Regions from separate parts of the Zea mays genome. Here region 2 is linked to region 1. Evidence: chromatin contacts called from public Hi-C data. All regions are on one chromosome and are shown on one strand. Each heading gives the region's core, a stretch centred on a gene start, on an enhancer-like site or on the middle of the called end of the contact. The rest is flanking DNA. Distances are from core to core; before and after follow the strand shown.

Evidence for each region. A called contact is a pair of places that touch in the nucleus more often than the background predicts.
Region 2: a Hi-C map of ear shows a contact between it and region 1, with 2.2 times the contacts expected there. The contact joins the promoter of LOC100502250 here to the promoter of LOC103627858 in region 1. A contact is called at or near these places in 2 of 25 Hi-C or Micro-C datasets (ear and tassel).

Annotation. Positions count from the first base shown.
Region 1 is chr5:222,121,415-222,125,159 of Zm-B73-REFERENCE-NAM-5.0, reverse strand. It overlaps LOC103627858, which reads right to left and starts at 1,372. Exons shown (of 2, transcript XM_008648170.4): 1 at 388-1,372. The coding sequence starts at 980. It overlaps LOC100274010, which reads left to right and starts at 826. Exons shown (of 6, transcript NM_001148395.2): 1 at 826-1,528; 2 at 1,964-2,116; 3 at 2,298-2,711; 4 at 2,810-2,886; 5 at 3,277-3,745. The coding sequence starts at 1,390.
Region 2 is chr5:222,921,101-222,924,795 of Zm-B73-REFERENCE-NAM-5.0, reverse strand. LOC100502250 reads left to right here and starts at 1,896. Exons shown (of 17, transcript NM_001363238.1): 1 at 1,896-2,375; 2 at 2,467-2,676; 3 at 2,771-2,937; 4 at 3,037-3,214; 5 at 3,297-3,349; 6 at 3,635-3,695. The coding sequence starts at 1,979.

The DNA of each region.
Region 1 (3,745 bases), core at 123-2,622:
GTATTCTAATTTTAGTTTTTACTGTGTAATTAATTTTATAATAGAATTATATTTAATGTTCGTAATTATCGCTCAAACATTCGATATGACAAGTACTAAACTTTAATTGTGTGATCCAAACACCCGTATTTATTGACACTTTTTAATAAAATTTGTTCAAAGTTTAGTTAGTTTGACAAGATTAGAATCGGAATCATATCGTATTCTGTTCTGGACGGGCGTAGTATTAAGAGATTCAGATAAAACAAAAAGAATACACCGCGGAGTAGCAGTACAAATTTACGGAGAGATAGAGAGAGGGCTTTGACAGTTTCACAGGAGGTAGCAGTGGTCTCGAATGGCTTGGTTGCATTGCACGGCGGAGAGGATCACGCACGCTGTAGTTACCAGTGGTTGCTTGGACATGGGCGGGGTCCACTCGCTTTTCCCGCCGCCGCCACCACCGCCATTTTGACCCACGTATATCTACCATCCATGGCTGCCAGCCATGGGAGGATGCTCGCCACCGCACCGCCCGTGCCACAGGAACCAAAAGCTACAGACCTCTCGTCAATCCATGCTGAGCAGCAGTGGCGCTGTGGAAGAGGCGGAGCGGAGGGGAGGGGAGGGGAGCCGAGCTTGGCGTGGACTGTAGTGACTGCTGAGCTTGCTTGTGTAGAAGAGGTGGGAAAGAGGGAAGAGTCAGAGAGGGAGACAGAGGTGGCTTGGTTCATCTGTAACAGTCGCCATCTCTGCCTGCTTTCCAGCTCCTTTGCTTGCTTTCCCTGCCCATCTCTTTTGTTCTGGCCTGCCCTCTCCATCCCGTCCAACTCCCTATCCTTCCTCCTTTTGCTTTCCCACATCTTTGCTCCAATAATGATGGCGTGGTGGTGGGTTTGGTCGTGAACCTGCCGCTGTGGCTGTGCTGCATCCCCCACCCTCGCCGCTCCCTCGTCCAAATCCACCAGCCGTTCGCTTTCCTCTCCTCTCCTCTCCATCATCCCGGCCGGCTCGCCAGTCGCCACCCTCCCTTTCCTCTTTTCAGCTACAGTTGAGCTTGGGCAGTAGTAGGTTGGTTCTGCTTCCCTTCCCCTCCCCCGATCCCTTTTCCTTGCTGGGGATCGGGAGGCCTTCAGGCTTCAACCCATCTTCCTCCCTGTCCACATCTCGCTCCTTGTTTGGGGTAGTGCCGGCTGGTGGTGCCGCTACTGCTAGCCGGGAACCCAATTTCTTGATAGGACTGGACGACTGGTGCGTGCCAACCACGAGTTTTTCCTGTTCGCTTTGCTTTCTCGGCTCAGCTACTGCTGCTCTGCTAGGAACACCAACAGTAGTGTGTTCTTGCGCCGGCTTTTCTTGCCGTGTTTCGGGTCGATATTATTGGGAGGGTGGGTCTCCCGTCCCGTTTCGATGAGGCCGGAGGAGAGAGATGCTGCCGTGGGGAGAGTCAGGGACCAGTTCCCCGTCGGCATGAGGGTCCTCGCCGTGGACGACGACCCCGTGTGCCTCAAGGTGCTTGAGAACCTCCTGCGCCGCTGCCAGTATCATGGTAAGGATTTCTGCGCCACAGGGCTATCATTTTTATTTCTGCGGCCTGGAGACTGCTAGTATATATATTTCTAGTTCAGCGCTGCGTTGTTAGATTTCTCTTTTCCTGGATTTTGCCAAATTATCTGCTTCCAGAGTAGACGCTAAAAAATAAAGATGCTGTTGTGCAATTGCGTAACACTAGTTGTTACAGTTATATATTACATATGTACTTATCATGTATAGATTCTTCCCGCAGCTACAGATTTGTTTACATCGAATGATCAAAATAGTTAAGCACTGAATTGGTAACCTCACTACACTTTTTATATTATGTATGCTGCATTTTTTTGGGTGGGTGTACTACAATTTGGGTACTTTCACATGCAGTATGTACAAGATGCTTGTTCTGGCTTTTGCTATAGCTACTCACCTGTAAGACTTTTCATATTTGCAGTGACAACGACGAATCAGGCTGTTGTCGCCTTGAGTATGCTGAGGCAAAACAGGGACCTGTTTGATCTTGTTATTAGTGATGTTCACATGCCAGACATGGATGGCTTTAAGCTTCTAGAGCTTGTGGGGCTTGAAATGGACCTCCCTGTCATTAGTAAGTCAAAATTGCTATATCTTACTGGTGGCCGACTCTCACTGTTGTTGATAGTAGTATGCAGCTTTTATTTAATGATATTCTTATACCATCTTCAAAGTAACCATGGCATACAGCAAATCTTAAGCCTGTATTTGAGGAAGGCAAAACTTAGAATGCTAACATGTCATTATACATGCAGTGTTATCGGTGAATGGAGAGACAAAAACTGTAATGAAGGGGATAACTCATGGTGCCTGTGACTATCTCTTAAAACCGGTTCGGCTGGAAGAGCTTAGGAATATCTGGCAGCATGTTGTTAGGAGGAAATTCAGTAACTGTGATCGTGCTAACAATGATGGCTATGAGGAGTGCAATAGGCCATCAAATGCAGATTTTGATCTTGCTCACAGCCAAATTACAGCTGGGCCACCTGACCAAAGTGGGAGGCCCAGCAAAAAGAGGAAGGAATATCATAGTGAAGAGGAAGATGAAGGAGAAGAGAGTAATGGCCAAGATAACGATGATCCTTCAGCTCCAAAGAAACCAAGGGTTGTTTGGTCAGTTGAACTGCACCGAAAATTTGTTGCTGCTGTCAATCAGCTAGGAATTGACAGTGAGTCCCACTGCCACCTGCTGTTTTTTTTTCAGCTTTGCTGCTGTTAAGTTATTTGCCACGGTTCATTCACAACCTAATCTTTTCTGTTGACGCAGAAGCCGTGCCAAAAAGGATACTTGAGCTCATGAATGTTGAGAGACTCACCAGGGAAAATGTTGCAAGTCACCTGCAGGCAAGGCATCTATGGACTTAACCCCACTTTGTTCTGTTTAGCCGCCTCACCACCCTCATTAAGCAAGACATATCTGTTTTAGGAATACTATACAGTGGGAGTGCATGACAAGTGCATATATTTATTAAAATTCTTTGGTTGTTGCTGACCAGTCTTATAAATGTGGAAGAAAGGACACATAGACTGTTCCATAGCTGTATTTTCAGTTTATCGTGTAACATTTGGTTTAGACTTAATATTGCATACATTGTGAAGCTGAAAAGGACTCAGCAAGCATATCCCTGCAAAATTGCTCCTCTTGTTACTGTACATATCCAATGCCAAAATAAACTAAATTGTAGCTGACCATATATATATGCATCTAAACTGTTTGCTTTGTGTGCCATGCAGAAGTATAGACTCTACCTTAAACGGCTAAGTGCTGTGGCATCACAACAGGCTAGCATTGTTGCTGCTTTGGGAGGCAACGACCCCTTTATGCGGATGAGTGCATTTGAAGGACTCCATGGTTATCAATCTTTTGTCTCTTCAGCAGCTCTGCCATCTTTCAGTCCACAGGGACTGTTAAATAGAAATAATCCAGCATCATTTGCGATTCAAGGGGTGTCTGCTTCCAGGCCAATTCAGATTGCAACCGGCAATACCACAATGAGTCATTCCATTGGCGATCCAAATGATAAATATCACCTTAGCTTACCAGGCACTAGTTGCCTACAAGGAAATCTAGCACAAGGTTTGCCAACTCCAGTTGGGCAGGTCCAGCTGCCACAGAAGTGGATACACGAAGAAACCGACGATCTATCTACTATCCTTTCTGCGAGTGGCCGGGCTAATAGTGGTGTTCCTGGCACACTCCAAA
Region 2 (3,695 bases), core at 647-3,146, 800 kb before region 1:
CACGGTCCACTCACCAGACACAAGCAACGCCTCCTTCATTTCCTAAGCTAGATCAAGCCAGCGCGAAACGTTACCAGCAATGCAAATGTTCCAACGACCATAGTACGGTTACCATACAAGTTCATGAAATGGCCGGTCAGGCACATGGATCAGTGTGCGTCCGCCGCATTTGCTAACTGTGTGACTACTCTATATATGAGCAGCCAGGTAAGCGTCTGATCAGGAAACTGCACCAGAGAATGGCCAGTGAAATCAGTTCAAATTCTATATAGTAAACACACGCTTTTACTTCCAATTCTAGAGAAGAGAAATTCAAATTCAGGTCGGCATTTCCTTGAGAGAATCAGTTCACCATTCTCAAGAACCTGTTGAGATAACTTTGAAATGAACTATATATGCTAACTGCCCTGAATTTGTTGTGTACTGTATTTTCTTTTGGAAGCTGTAGATAGGTCAAGGTTTCCTCACACTTTGTGTAGTTATTAAGAAATGGCCCACTTGTTCAAAATTGCAGTATAAATCATTTCATTGGTTTCTAACAAAAAAAAGGTATCTGTATCTACAAAATTATATATTCCCTGATAATCAGGCACTATATACTACATAGAAATTTTACCTAGTTATTACCGGACCAATACTGACCCTCTTTATATATACTGACCCTCTTTACAAAATTATTCCCTGTTCGGCAGTCTGTGAAGCTAGCAGTAGCAGCTGTTTTTCTATGGTAGTTTTGTGAGAGGTATCCCACCATAGCTGCAGCAACAGCGTTCAAAACCTAAACCCAATTGGGCCTAGAAGAATAGTGTATAATCATCTCAATAACATTCGAATAGTTGTGTTCCCTCCGAGAGCCTCCAAGGCTCAAATAATGCTAGGACAGCATCTCATCCGTTCGTCGCCGTAGAGTTAACACGCTTAACAATGCGTGCAGTCAAACAGTAGAAGGCCCTTTTCAATTTGGCGACTGAAAAAAAAGTCTGTATGGTTGGTTGATCTGAAGTTTTGAACAATGTTCAGATGGCTCATGCTGTTTATTCAACCGCCGTCCGAGGACTGTTCGCTCCCGTAGTCGATGCTGTTGTCTAATTGTCTTATTGCGTTACAAAGATTTAATCATACGGTATTGATTCTGAATAGTTTGTTTGACTTTTTGTGCACTCAAGTGTTGATTTTGGTATTATTTTTTAATACTATTAGCCTTAAATAATGGTATTTTGCCACAACTGAATTGTGTAGAAAGACACTTATATCAATTATTGTATATTGTAATATCGAGATGCTATAGACTTTTATATCGAGTTGTATGGATCTGATGCTTCTAGAGCAGGAACTGATGTGTAGCATCTTGGCCTAATTCTTTTCTACCCTTGAAAGCATGTCCTGCTACGCAAGAGAGACAGAGAGTTGATGCGTGTAAAGAGAAAGTCCTAACTCAAAAAAAAAACGCTATTGGCAAGACTGTCAGCATGTTGATTCGTATGTCTTCTTTACGATGCTACGATACATACGGACGTACCTTTTGCTGACTGTAATCTTCCCTGCAACGGAGCTGTTTCGCGTTCTGTCAGAGTCAGACAGACGCGTCGATCTGATTTTCTGCTCGGTCCGTTTTCGTATCCCATCACTGACGGCAAGGAGCAGGCCCATTCGATATCTCCTTGCTGATGGGCTCCACAAGGCAGCGGAGAGGCCGTATCGGCCCAATCAATCCACTGGGCCTTTCAGGGCGAAGCGGTTATCCCCAAGCGATTCGCGAATTGTCGGCCTGCCGTTGGTGGACTGCTGGACGCGGACGCGACGGCGAGGTGACCCGATGACGTGCGCAGCGTAGCAGCAGCCAACAGTGGACTCCCCGACGCCCTGCCCGGCTGTCCCGTCTCGACCACCAGCACCAGTTCAGCCCATCCACCGCCACCACCTCAGACGCTCCTAGTCACCACTCGCTGTCCTCGGCTTCTCCTAAAAGCTCGACGCGATGGCGACGCTGGTGCGGCCGCCCGCGCTGCACGTCCGCGCCGTGAGCGGCGGCGGGAACAAGGACAGGGTGGCGCCGCAGCGGCCTTGGTGGGGCGGGAACAAGCCCATCTCACCGCGCCAGTCGGGCGGGAGCGGGGCGCGAGGAGGCGCGGGCGGCGGCGGCGTCGCGCTGGACCAGGTGCTAGGTGTGCTCCGCCGCGACGGCGAATTCGTCCAGGCCGCCGTCGGCGCCCCGCTCCGCGACGTCTTCTGGCTCCGCTTCCTTGAGAAGAAGCAGCGGAAGCAGCAGCAGCCGAGACCTAAGCACAAGCCTTTCCGGCAGCAGCAGGAAGAGGAGGAGGTGGTAGTGGTGGACGAGTCGCCCCCGGCCTTCCCGCCCCCCTCGTACCCGTCAGGTTCCTCACCTGCTACGACAGCGCATCTCAATTCGACCCCATTGCGCGCGCATCCTCTTGCTGATGGCCACATTTATCCGGGTTTTGGTAGGGTTGTCGTGCGTGGAGCTAATGGCGGCCGACTTCCAGGCCCTCAAGGTGTACGCCGGTAGCGCGCGGCACTCTCTCGCGCGCCGATTCCTCGGTAGCAATAGCAAGGGAAAGTCTGAACAGCAACCTAAACCCAAACCCCAGGAGCAGCAGAAAGAGCAGCAACATATACTTCAGGCCCCAGCCTTCCCTCCGCCCTCCTACCCACCAGGTTTGTAGCTAGCACGATGCAGCACGAGCTCTAGATTTGGAATAAATTAATCTACGTCAGTCACATTATTGGTAATGTTATCTTGTTATGGTAGGATTATCCTGTATGGAGTTGATGATGGCTGACCTTGAAGCCCTGAAACTGTACATCAACTACTATTCGGCCATCCTGACTACGCCGCTCCCCCAGCATTATGATCCTGACCTCCTTGCCCAGTACTTCGCCTCACGTCCGCATATCCTTGCCTCTCGCGTCATTCAGGTTAACTATGAGCTCTTCCTTTGCTTTTAGTACTAACCTACACTCTCTTCCAGCTATTCTATCTAATTGGTCCATTTGCTGTCAACCTTTGCTCTGCAGATACTCTTCACATTTCTCTCAGCTGTGGTGAAGATGCGGATTTCAAAAAGAGCTCAGTTAACCACAGATGCTACCTATAGTAGTGGTAACAGCGGCAACGGGTTTGATGATACTCAATATATGGTCGGCCAACTTCTCAAGGAGACATTTCTTAACCTTGGGCCTACTTTTATTAAAGGTTGGGTAGTCATGCTTGGCAAGACAGCATCAAGGCAAGGTGGCGGATTGCCTCATGACATCTGTGTTTTCTATGTATGCAGTTGGACAATCACTTTCTACAAGACCTGATATCATAGGTTCAGAGATTTGTGAGGTTAGGTAAATTTCTCCATGTTCTGCATCTCCGTTGCCTAGGGGTGGTAATGGATCGCGATCCAAATGTTTTTTCATAATTTGTTTGAGCCCTTCAATAATTTTAGCCCAAAAGTGAATAAAAATAGAGCATGATCCTAATCCAATCCGATCCTTAAATTTTATAATGTAAAATTTAGAGCTCATTACCACCCTTACCGTTGTCTCATTAGCATTTGCTTTATAGTTAAGTGGTATTTACATTCTTTTAGTAGAAATTTATTAGTTCAATGCTACTCAATTTTAGGCCCTTGCTGAGTTGCATGAAAGGGTTCCTACTTTCCCAAGAGAGGATGCAATGAAGATCA